Regions from separate parts of the Zea mays genome. Here regions 2 and 3 are each linked to region 1. A link is a contact called in public Hi-C data. All regions are on one chromosome and are shown on one strand. The core of a region is the stretch at or near the end of the contact, and the rest is flanking DNA. Distances in the headings are between cores, read along the strand shown.

What was found. A called contact is a pair of places that touch in the nucleus more often than the background predicts.
Region 2: a Hi-C map of tassel shows a contact between it and region 1, with 2.7 times the contacts expected there. The contact joins the promoter of LOC100191511 here to the promoter of LOC100279861 in region 1. A contact is called at or near these places in 2 of 25 Hi-C or Micro-C datasets (ear and tassel).
Region 3: a contact with region 1 is called in a Hi-C map of tassel, with 4 times the contacts expected there. The contact joins the promoter of LOC103638293 here to the promoter of LOC100279861 in region 1. A contact is called at or near these places in 3 of 25 Hi-C or Micro-C datasets (ear, leaf mesophyll and tassel).

What each region holds. Positions count from the first base shown.
Region 1 is chr9:42,368,602-42,372,917 of Zm-B73-REFERENCE-NAM-5.0, reverse strand. It overlaps LOC100279861 (WW domain-containing protein), which reads right to left and starts at 2,339. Exons shown (of 10, transcript NM_001152814.1): 1 at 2,027-2,339.
Region 2 is chr9:41,742,227-41,746,542 of Zm-B73-REFERENCE-NAM-5.0, reverse strand. It overlaps LOC100191511, which reads right to left and starts at 2,446. Exons shown (of 2, transcript NM_001136943.1): 1 at 394-2,446. The coding sequence starts at 2,259.
Region 3 is chr9:41,821,121-41,825,436 of Zm-B73-REFERENCE-NAM-5.0, reverse strand. LOC103638293 (C2 and GRAM domain-containing protein) reads right to left here and starts at 2,244. Exons shown (of 10, transcript XR_002265046.2): 1 at 1,705-2,244; 2 at 270-1,541.

The DNA.
Region 1 (4,316 bases), core at 1,090-3,589:
TTCTGTTACCCTAATTGGCAATTGGCATGTGGGTAATATTTGCTTCCATTTTTATTGCTTCGTTGATAGAGGAGACTAGTTGGTTGTGCAATGTGCATAATTACTTAATTAGATCTACACCCACCCAAAACCCATCTATTCCCCTAGCTCCACCAGCACAACCACTCTCTGGCCCAAACCCCCAAAATACAGGCAAGGTGAGGTATGCTTCAACATGCATGTTCGGTTACTTCCATTGTCCTAGTTCCCAAGTCAAAGATACTTCAAAATATGATTTAAACATTCAAACATAGGGCCATTGTGGCATTCCATCAGTGTGTTTGTTACTTATTACTCTCTCCGTTCCAAATTATAAGATATTTTGGATTTTCTAGATACGAAGTTTTTGCTATGCACTTAGATGTACACTATGTCTAGATACATAGCAAAAATAATGTATCTATAAAAGCCAAACTGTCCTATAGTTTGGAAGATAGGAAGTATGTCTCAAAAGAAGGTTACTAATCAATATGGTACACAATGTTATTAAAACGACGTTTAAACTACAAAACGTTGACAGTGTTTAAACGCTGAAACGTTTTACAATCTAATGTAAAACGTCGTTTTTCTGGCGTTTAAACGCCACGTTTTGTACTTTAAATGCTGGATATACATTATGTGTCACATTTTTCTCGTTTTACTCCTGCCCAACCATCGAATTGGGCCCAGCCCAGTTAAGAACCCACGCCTACCGCAGCCTTCTCTCAGCTCCTGCGGTATCACGCTCTCCAGCCGCCGCCACACACTGTCGCCAGCACGCACGCGACCGTCACCATTCCAGTCCGCCGGCCGCCGTGCACTCCCGTCTGCTGTGCCCTGTCCTCATGTCCGCGCCGCCACTCTAGGATCCAGGCTGCCGCTCCAAGTCCAGGCCGTCCTCCCGTCCGTCGTGCCCCGTCTGTTAGTCTCCCCGTCCTCCAACCACTGCTGCGCCACCGCTCCAGCATCCGCACTCCGCAGCGTCTGGTGCTCTGGAGGACGGCCAACAGTGTCTAGTGGTGCTCGTCAGAACCGGTGCCCTCTATATCTGTTGACAGTGGACAACACGCCTCTGTCTGTTGGTTGCTGCTCGCTTGCTGGTATATGCCTATATGCAACACCACACTGCACACGCTGTGTTGCTTACTTGCTAAACCATTTAAAGTTCTGAACATACACATCACACTGAAGGTATGTGCCTATATGCAACAACATTTGAAGTTTGTGTTGCTCACTTGCTAAACTATTTAAAGTTCTGAACATACACACCACACTGAAGGTAACATTTGAAGTTATGATATATTGAAATTTTCCTATGTTGTTTTCAACTACGTTTAAACTTCGTTTAAAACGTTTAAAAGTCAGAACTCCACCATGGGTGTTTCATCGTTGTGTCGTTTAGTAACCTTGATGGTACACCGAAAGGGTATGCCACTAAAGCTATTTTGTTCTTTGGGTCTGTAGATTTGGGTGGTTTGGTCATTCACGTGACACAGCCTCCCAAAATAGTAGAGAATTTAATTATGAATTGTAATAGATTTGCGGTGAAAGGGGCTGAAACTGTGACGACTGTATTTCTCGCTATATCACTGAAATTGTAACAGGCTTGGTGCACGTTCAAACGAAGTAGCAAAAACGTGACACGAAAAAGTTATGGGGCACACAAAAGTGGCAAGTCCAAGCAGTATCTGGTGATAAAGACCAACCCAATGACTTATCAGGATAAGTTCGATGAATCATATTTACCCTAAATCGAGCTGTGTGATTCAGAAGACCGGACAAACCTATTTGCGGGGTACTAGGGAACAGATGACAGTGCCAAACAGATGACAGTGCCGCTTCCCTATTTTACACGATCCACCGAAGAAAGCCTAAGATTCAAGCTTGACAATTAGGGCGAGCGACCAAAGATCGATAGCAAATCTCAAAACATGTCAAAAAAAAAGCTAGGGCACATAGCGATTAAACACAACCACATCGAACCAAACCGGGCGGCGGCGGTACTTACCGGGGGGGAGATCGAGGAAGAGGTCCAGCTTGACCCTGCGGCCCGCCGCGGCCATGGCAGCCAGGCGGCGCTCCTTCCTCCTCCCCATCGGCCGGGCACCGAGGGTTTTCGATGCGTCTGTGGTTAGAGTTTGGAGGTCGAGGTGGGGAAGCCGCGAGGGTCTCCCGCAGTTTCACCGAACGGAGAAGGGGAAGGGGAAGGTGAAGGGACGGGAAAGGTGAGCCGCCGGCGGGCGCGTGGCTTCGTGGCGTGGTTGGGCGCGTCGAGGCAAGGGAAGTGAGGGAACCTTCTTCGGTTCTCTTCTTCGTCTCCGCCACGACCTATCAGATCTAAACAGCATCTAAAGCCCATTTAGTTGGTCCAGCGCCATAAAATCAGGCCGGTCTTAAGATACGAGATTGTTTTTGGCTGGTCCGTTGAGGGCTTGTCCGATAGGAACTAAAACGGATGCATCGGAGCCATTTAGAAAAGTTTGGTGCATTGCATGATCATTTGGATTTGGTCAATAATTTGAAAATTTGTACTCAAACTGACATGGCAAATAAAAGAGACACAATATTAATGTGAGGGGTGAATAGGTGATTCTATAAAACCTTAACTAAAAACAATAAACTTGGTCTACAAATGAAGTTAGTGAAATCTAAAACCAAGTTCAATTAAGAATAGAAGGTGGATTTTTTTGCTTACTTGCTCTCACAAGATGTGTATTGAAACTAGAGCAATATTGAAAGTGAAGCAGAAAGCTAGAAAGAACAAAATCGCAATGAAAGAAAGTAGAACAAAATCCTGTGTTCGGTCGAAGGCCTACCTCCATATTTTGGTGTCTCAATGGACGAAGGTTGCACTCAACCCCTCTCATGAGATCCAGAGATCAAACTTGAATATCACGGTTATCTTCCTTATAGTATATTCTTGTTTGTAAGGAATCTACACAAATTGAAGTCTCTCACACCTTACGCAATATATTCACAATCAATAACAAGAGTAAGGGATGGAGTAGCAACACACATAAGAGCACAAATGCAGCAAGACCACGCACGCAAGTGAAGAAAAGAGCACACGAATGAAAACCGACAGAGTCTCAACTTAAAAAGCACTCAAATCTCTCTCGAATGAATCAAAGTGTGATCGGAGTCTCAGAGTTTGTTATATGCTCTTGTGATTGTTTCAGTGTGTTGTCTGGGTGCTGCTCCATGACGCCTAAGGGGCCTTTTATATCCTCAAGGAGCCTAGGAGTCGTTGGTTCTTCATATGGGAAGTAATCAGCCTTCCCTGTCTGCGTGCACCGAACTGAACAGTTACTGATCTGTTTCCTTCTACAGCCGAGCCGACCGTTGCGCACCTTCGGTTTCCTAACACACTGGACACGACTCTCTCAAGGCCACGACACGCCCGAGACAGTCACAAGTCACGTTGAGGCCAAGCGACCGATGTTAGAGATGGCAATGGGTACCCGCGATATTAGGGTATGTATATGGGCTAAATGTTCTACCCATGGGTCTCTTATTGGGCAAAAAACCTTCACCCAATGGTAAACGGGTATTAGAATATTCCACACCTACCCATACACGTTAACCCGTGGGTATAAAATACCCGGTATAAACTTAGCCCAAAACATGAACTTAGGCTTTAGTGATCCATCTCTTTTGACTATTTAACAATCTTTTGGGTGATAATGTCATAAAAGGCTTAACAACTATTTAATGACCATATAATGGAACATGTAATGTGTTATGTGGTAATATCTTAGTGTTGCTACTTTATCCAATTATCTATGGTGTTCTTCAATAGATGATTGAATGAAGCTAAAATTTTTGTAATGGTATTTAGATAGATATACTTGACATTTGTATAATGTAAATGTTTAATCTTTGTGGGTACGAGTGACCCAATGGGTGACCCATACCTACATGAGTATGGGTATGAGTATGGGGGTAAATTCATACCCACCAGTGGATATGGGTGACCCGACGGGACTATTTATTCGTTGTGAGTATGGGTATGGGATAGTAATACCCGGTAGGTATTTACCCATTGCCATCTCTACCCGACGTAGTCACGACTCATTCGAGACCAAGCGCCCGACGCAGTCACGACTCTCTTCGTCTCTAAAGGGGGAGAAGTTTCTTCCAAGAGGAGAACACTCATTTAGTGGTAGTAATAATATTTACTGCTTCAATCGGTGTCGTTGATAAATCTTTATGAGGGCAAGTCTTATTTGCTTCCTATATGCTTTTAATGTCTTCCTTTTCGGTGGTTGATGCCAAAGGGGAGAAGTTGTAGGGACCAA
Region 2 (4,316 bases), core at 1,197-3,696, 630 kb after region 1:
ACCATATTAGCTTAAGCTTCATTGATCGTGCCTAAATTATGATTATTTGAATGGATTTCAATTCCAAGGATCCAAACGGGCCCTTAGTGGTAGTTGAATGCAGCTAAAAGCATATAGATATGCACACATAATAGCTAACTACTGCAGGAAGCAGAAAATGTGTGGAGAAAAGAAACTGAAACACAATTCTCTAAATAAAAAGGGAGAAATGATACATCTACTAGAGAACAAAGATTCTTTCTTGCCTCTGGTTCTACACAGATGATGCAGATTCTAATAGTTTTCTAAACAGTGATGTGCAAGAGAAACTGTACGAAAGTAAATTTTCAGAGAAGCACTTTAAAAGGTGAATTGAAAGTACCAGCACAAAAGAAGTGAGAACAAAATTAGTACCTCCAGTGCATTGGGAAACAGTGTCATGCCACCAATTATGCTGAGGCCGGTGAGATACCCATTGTACCCAGGTATATCCTCCAGAATGGTAGTTGTGCCATAATCCATGAGCATGAGGTGTATCACAGTTACCACCAGTGCAAGAACATATCTCCCTTCCATGAGAAGCTGCCCTGTGGCAAATATCGAGGACAGCCAAAATGGAAGTATTGGCACAAGTGCACTTATGAATCCAAGCACAGTTGATGTGTACACAAAATGCACTTTGAAGAACTTGAACAATAGCCATGTCAGCCCCCCCTGGAATATGGCAATCTTGGCAGTGGCCAACAATACACTACTGATGGCATGATCCATGACCTCAACACAGCGGTCCTTTACTTGTTTTGACACTGGCAAAAGATCAATGATTTGCTCTGTAGCTCCACCTCCCTCCACAGTAATAAGGTAATACAGCACCCACAAGAACACCATCAGTTGTGACAGGAAATTAACAACCTCAGCCGCACCTGAGACAATGCGGAGGGTGATTGACAACATCAAATTGGCACTACCGCCCAGCACCGATGTGCTGCTGGACAGAAGCCTCTTTGCGATTTCTGTTCCCTGCAAAGCAAGCTCTTTGGCCTTGATGACCAAATCCTCTCTTGTGATTAACAGCTCCCTAAAGAATGAGTCAAGCTCCCAGTAAATCTCCACCCATTCTCTGTTTCTCACACGTGTCGCAATTGATTGCAACTTCATTGAGTATGGGTGCGGTCTGGAACTGATGAGCGCCTTGCTTTTGGGGTCAACTGATTGGCTGATCAAGAAATGCCGGAAGCCACTAGTGAAATCTGTAAGGTTGTACTGCACAGCCAATTGGTCGACCTGCTCCCACAAGGTGTCATAGATCTTGGCAGAATACTGATCGACCAAGCCAGGAATGTCATTGTCGTCCATCCACTTCTTCAAGCCAATCTTCTCTGAGTAGTTGCTCTTCTCGACATGGGACTTGAGGGACATGACGGCGTCCTTGCCCTCTAGCCCAATCTTGTAGGAGAAGAAGATGCTGCCAGTTATGAACCCAGCGATCATACCAAGCATGAGACCAAGAGCGACTAGTGTCTTAAGGTGGCGGAGGATGCCTCCAGTTAATAGGAGGCCGCGAGAGGAGGGAGGCCGACCGGAGATGCGTGAGGAGGCAGCGCGTTTGAGCTTGGGGGACGCGGCGAAGAATGCGAGCGCGAAAACGAGGAGCAGCAGCGCGGTGGCGGCGCCGAGGCGCTCGAAGAGGATGAGGAAGAAAAAGAAGGAGACGAGCCAGCGGAGGAGGCGCGGGAACGCCGGCGATGACGGGAGCGGGCGGCGCAGGAGCGCGGCGCGCGCGTCGGCGAGCGTTGCGGTCGAGGACCGGAGCACAGCGAGTGGCAGCGCGAGCAGTGCGGCGCTGAGTCCGCCACGGAGCGGGGGCTCCCAGAAGGCGACGAGCGCGCGCTGCGTCTCGCGGAGCGGGACGGAGCAGAGCAACGCCCACTGCAGCGGGCGGAGGAAGTCGGCGAGCAGCAGGTAAAGGCCGTAGAGCACGAGCAGCGCGGTGGCGAGGCCCGCGTGCGCCATGGCGATGTAGAGCGCCAGGCGCGCGTCGGGCTCCAGCGACAGCCCTGCGATGTCGGCTCCTGCCCCAGCTCCAGTCCCTACCGACGACGGCTTGGCCTTCATCTCCTTGGCACCCGCCGTCTTCAGCGCGGGCTTCTTGGGCGGCGCATCGTCGGACTCCTGCTTGGGCCGGCGGCGCGAGGCGGAGCGGAACATTTCGGACCACGGGAGCCCAAGGGCGGCCTCGTCCTTGCAAGCGCCCGCGCCGCCGCTGGGCACGAGCGCCATATGCTCGACAAAATGCCGCTACGGCTGCGGCTGCGGCTGCGGCTGCGGCAGCGGCGGGAGCGGGAGCGGAAGCGTCGGCGGGGGCTGCCCTGCGCCTCTCGGCTCTCCCCTCGCCGGCGATCTTAAGAGAGGGAGAGGGAGGGGTGGTCGATTTGGGGGGGTGATTAGTGTGGGTGGCACAGCCATGTTGCGATTTAACGCGGGGTAGATTTGGGCTGGGGTGATTAACCGGTGCTGATTGGGAGCAGGCTCTGACGCTGACATGTGGGCCAACTTATGACGAAGGTGACACGTCGTGGTTCTGTGGGCGTGTGGCCAGGTAAGCGATGTTGGACAATTCTGCTATAGCAGAATGGCATGGCCAAGTTGGGGCGAAAAAGATTAATGTTTTCCCTTCTAAATTGTATAAGCTAGATTATGATACAATAGTATAAGTAGTATTTTATCACCCTACTCTTACACTGTAATACAACTTATATAATATAGGAGATAAATAAACACACTCTAAAATGTGGCGCGCAATCTCCCCCCACTTCCATTTCTTCTTTACTTAACGCCTCCTTTGAAATGCACGATTAGTAAAATGTCACACCCGGATTTAATCGCAAATTCAGACGCAAATCAAATGTGTGATAGGATCAAGTCTCACACATATGATGACTCATGGTACAAAAATGAATGTCATATCTTTACTTTTATAATAGGGGTTCTGTAAAATATAGCTAAATAATTACATCATATGAAGACAACGATACTCTAGAACTATAGTTGACTGAGAGACGACAGCATAGATCTCTCACGAACTCATCGCGGCATCCTTCAAGCTCCTTACCTTGCGGTATCTGTCCTTGACCTGGGGGTGTGAGTACAGCAAGGGTGAGATCACATACGTTCATCACTCAACAAGTTGTGGGGTAATGTGCATGAGCTCACTTACGATGAAGCTCATGTGAAGTATAAGGCTTATCAAAAAAGATGGTTAAAACTGAACATTGCTTTTAAGTTGGTCAAAGTTCTATTAAGAGTTACGAAGTATAAGTAGATGTCATCCCAATTAAATAACATATCGTAATTAATAATAACCCACAATGCAATGCAAATGACAAATTAAGTTTAATTTTGTAAGTTAATCATGTGAGTGTCGGAGTTGCTCATGACCGTGAGCACGACTGATATACCAGTTTTACACTCTACAGAGGGTGCGCCCTTTACCCACAAGTCGTGTATCATGTCTAGCCAGGGTTTGAAAGGCCCTTAGACACTTCTGAGGTGAATGACAAGGGATCCACTACGAGGCATTTACAAAGTTCCACTAGCTTCAGAAAACCTGCTACGATTTTGTGAGAAGAGCGATATAGGAATCCCTCGTCCGAAAAGCCATCGCAGCATGATCGACCCGAGAACTTCCGTATACCAGCAACTCCTCTATTGCCCTTGCCCTTTTCAGGTAAGGTAGTCCTCCACTAGCTTTTCTAATTAGTCAGTCAAGGGCGTCCCATTCCGCCCTTGTGGTAGCACTGTTATCTCAAGTTAAGCTCTATATTCCAATTAACACAATAGTCTTATCATGAACAACATGATCCTAATTCAGATATAATATTAATCCTAAACCAGATAGAGCAATAACAAGTATACCCAATAGTTCATTTGTTTGCAAGGTGTGGGGTAAACAAAACTAAGGTAACCTATTAGGTCCCATCAACCTGAGCATGTCACAATGATTAACAGGAACATTATTAGGTAAAGAAGAGTGATCAAGGGCACAACTTGCCTGTGAATTGAGATTCTAGGTACTTCAACAAGTTGGTCTTCGGGTTTCTCGTGACCTCGCTGCTACTCATAGCAATACATGCGAATAGACAAGGAGTACATTAAAATAAAATTACACCAAACATGAGAACAAACTGTGTAGAAATATTCTACGCGTCGCTACGAGATCGTAGGTTTGAGAATCACTTTGAACAGGGTTATGATTAAAGAGATATGACTTTCAGAAGATTCAGGGGATTGAATATTGAAAAATATGTTCTATATTGATTATAAATCAAGTGAGAAAG
Region 3 (4,316 bases), core at 995-3,494, 550 kb after region 1:
AAACCTGAACGTTTTGTTGAATCAAAGAAAAACACAGTAACATGTTAGTCCTATTAGGAAGCACTTGAATTAAGGCATTACAGCTACATGTTCTTGTGGCTATTGAATGCCATGTACTGCAGGATTTATCTATTCAAATTTCATTACTTACAGTAGTTCTGACTGTCACCACTTGGTGCATGTGTAATCTGATGAATTGACAATTGGGTAAACAATGTATTACACTCCCCACCAAAAAGAAACAACATAAGAAGAGCGATACACACTACCTCTCTGCCTCTTCGCCTGGATGAATCGTGCAACCATATTTAGCACACGCTGTCCTTGTAGAATAAGAACTCCACAAACTACAACTTCACCAACAGAATCCGGCAAGTCCAGGCCCGGGAACTCAAGACCTTGAATTATACTAGGGCTTGTAAGGAAGATGTGTGCAGAAACATAAACAAATGCAAAAACTGAGGAAAAAAGTGTGAAATTTCCAAATACTCGAAACGCTAGCTTCCAGTCAGATTCTTGCTCTGGTTGCACAGAAGAAAGGACTTCATTACTGTATGTTGTATCTTTTGCATCAACTGGCCTAAAATTTTTAGCCAGCAGCTCAGAGAATTGAACATAGTTATCCTTTAAGCCTTGTTTTGCTCCATTTTCAACCATGCTCTTCATCATGGTGCTTTGGACAAAATTTATGCGCCAAGAGACCATAAGTCGTGAAGATTTTTCGTCATCTGGTAGTTCAGGTCCTGGTATTATACAGGTCAAAACCTCAACTCTGAAAGTATTGCCAAAAGGAACGTCAGGAGTACTAACATCTGCTAAAACTGCAAACATCTCTCTGTCTGCCTTCAAATATGTCATGTCTTCTGTTGCTTTCACAGCCTTAACTAGTTTGGTAGGAGCTTTTGTGTAGCTTACCACCCTCCTCAGGATTTCACCGTCATTTTCAAGTCGCCACTGTTGAATTTCAAGACCTGTAGTTCCTTGAATCTCTGCAAGTGATTGCAGAAAGTCTGAACTTGGAGAGAAAAGAAGTGTGTTCAAATCACTCGGTGCAACAGCATAAACTTGATCAAGAACAACTCCACCTGACAAATTTTCAGGCATTTCTTTCCCTTCACCTCGAGAACCAAAGGCCTTCAGTAGCTCATCGAAGGACATAGATGCACTGGCATCAAGATCCTGCTTATCAGGAGCTTCAGAGTTGGTTGACAGCATTTCTTCGGTAATATCTGAAGCGTCGTTCAACTTGGAGGAAGATGGAGCAGAAGCTTCTGCATCTTTTGGTTTACTATTAAACATTTGATATAGCTTGTTGACAAATGATGGGGCAGCGTTTGATTTATCCTCCTTGGCAACTTCTGTCTCATCGACCTCTGATACTTGTGTGCGTACCTCTATAGGAATATTTGAGAAAGAAGATCCTTTCACCAGTTCAGTTGATTTGTCTGAATTCGATGCAAGGTCATGGTCATCTGAGGCCCAATGTGCCGTTGTCTCGTCGGAGTAGTTTTGAGCCAGAGAAACGCTGAGATGAATCTCTCCTACAAAAGCCATCATCAGGAAACAAACATGTTTTGCGAGTTAATCTCTCCTACACAGGGTTATCATCATCATCATCATGGGATATGGGACAACCATTTAACTAGAAGGGAAACAAAAATCACAAACTGAATTAAACTAAGATAACTGCTTAGGTGTCATTACCGCAATCCTTGAGCTTGGACTTCTTGCTCTTGGGCTGCAGCTGGTACCACTGCATCCCGAGCGTGCGGTTGTCGGCGTCGAGCACGGCGGTGAGGGGCACCTTGACCTGGCCGAGGACGTCGTCGGCGAAATAGCGGTCCTCGTCGAGCACGGAGACGAGGAGGTTGTCACTGAGGTCCCCTACCCGGAAGGTGAACTCCTCGTCCCAGACGGGGCAGAGCGTCTTGCGCATCACCTTGGTCTTGGCCCGCTGCTTCCCGAGCTGCGCCTTGGCGTAGGGCTCCCGTGTCCCGTCGGCGTCCGTGGGCGGGAGGCCCCGCGCCTCGATGACGCGCACCACCAGCCTCATCCCCCCTACTATGTATTCGATTTGGGTGTGCGTATATCTCCTCCAGTCGAATCAAAATGGAACCGAAACAACCCGGTTTCCTTTCTCGCCTTCTCTTCTGATTGCTGCTGCTCAGGTTGGGAACTGGAGCTGATGAACACTTGGGATTGAAAAAAAAACAATGGACGACAAAGTATCAGACGGACGAGGGAGCGATATCACTGCCCGCTGGCCGGGGCCAAGAAATGCATGAGGGAGAAGGAATCCGGGAGAGCCGGAGAGAAGAGAATGGCGTCCAAGAAGACGACTTGAACTCTTGAAGACGCAGCAGCAGCGCAGACACACACACATACAAAAAAAAAAGGCCTCTCTCCCGGGAAACCAGTAAGAACGAACCGCGTGTTTGACTCGCTGGGAGGTCGAGGAGTTGGTACTGATCAGTAGCGGAGGGCAAACAAAAATTATAGTACGGCTGAAAAAAAAAAACGAAATCTGCAAGAATCTTGAATCAAACTTAAGACCAGTTACTAGAATCAAGACAACACATACACTACACTGTGTCTTGCTTTGTGATTATAGTGGAAGATATAAGAATTTTAAAAAGTAAGATATGACTAATGTCATACTAAACTATAATGGCTTCTCCGCCACTAGTATTGATGGAAGGTTCGGCTCAGGCAATGAAGGCCCGCATTCGATGGAGCTAGTCCACCCTCACGTTGCGTTCGTCGCTTCTTGGCTTTCAAACGATCTGCCCTTGTCCGTCAGGCGTCCGTTCGTCACTGCTTTACTTTCAAACGAACTTAGATGTTGTTTGGTTCATATATTGGTAACGGAATATTGGTAACGGAATGACTAACTGATAACATTAAATCATGTTTGTTTAACTTTAACAGTAATCGATACCACACTACAATAGATACCGCCTTATTTAAATTTGTTATCACCGGTATTCGAATGTGAATCGTTACCATTACCATTTACGTTACATTTCGCGAACCAAACATCACCTAGATGGCTCGGCTCGTTTGCCTCGTGCCCTCGTCTAGTTATAAAAAAGTTAGCTTAGCTCGGTTTGTTAGTATCTCAGATCAGCTCATTAGACTCGTAAGTCAAGAAAATAATACGCATACTATTTTTTAAAAAATATATACGTCTACTATATTACTATAAAAATAAATACAATTATTAAATACTAATAATATTTTTTGTTTAAATAAGCAGTTAAGAACATGTTCTACCTTCTATTAAATAAAATTTTATTGTACTGTTATAAATTTGTTATGCATGTTTCATGTTGGGCTCACGAGCTAGAGCTAGCTCATTATTGAAACGAGCTTAAAAGTCTGTCAGCTCAGCTCATTTAGTCTCAACCAGCCAAGGTGAGAGTTTCACTCATTCAACCATTCAGTTATAAATAGCTCTACCATATATATACTAGTCGGTTACCCGTTTGTTGTGACGGCTCACAATAATACCCACGTAAATTATCCATAAAAAGATATCAAAATTTTTTATTGATTGTCTCCGCTATTCGCATAATATTTGTTATGAACGCATGAATACCAAAGGCAGCAAATTAGAGACCTTCATCCCTCGTCTCCCCCACTTCCAAGGTTTCGTAGAGCAGAAGGGAACAGAAGAGACGGACATATATGTTCGTTGCCGGAGAAGGACACGACGAAGACCTGGGCATCTCGAGGCAACAGAGGTAGTATACCGCTAGATATATAGGGAGAGAGCACGCAAGTGAAGAAAGAAGCCCAGCCGGAGCAGCTCCAAACCGAGAGGCACCTACACCAGGCGTCAATTCGAGAAGAGCGAGAGAATGCGAGTGTCATCCTAGCCCTAGACCTGCCGAAGCAACACAACACCATCACCAACTCCGTAGCATATGCCGACTGCTGCCACACTATGGGCCTTGGTTGTCCAATATCTTAGACCTGGACTTCTCATTGCCAAGATAACCTAAGCGTGGCAGGCGTCACCATGTCCTCCTCGACGGCACACACGGAGAAAGGCCGAGAGCATGACTAACTCGCCTCGTACCCGTGTTGACGAGCGTCGGTCGGCTCGCGGCTGCAGCCATGGGCGGGGCAGCAGGTTGGGGAGGAAGAACAGGGCGAAGGCCGGGAAGACAAACGGGACGTCCGATGACGGCGAAAACAATGGTGCGTGCATGATGTGAAATGTACTCGTGGATGTGCAATAGCCACTACGCGAGCCGGTGTCGGGGCTGGTGTCGGACAAATACAGGGAGGAGGCGCATGCTCATACTCCCCCT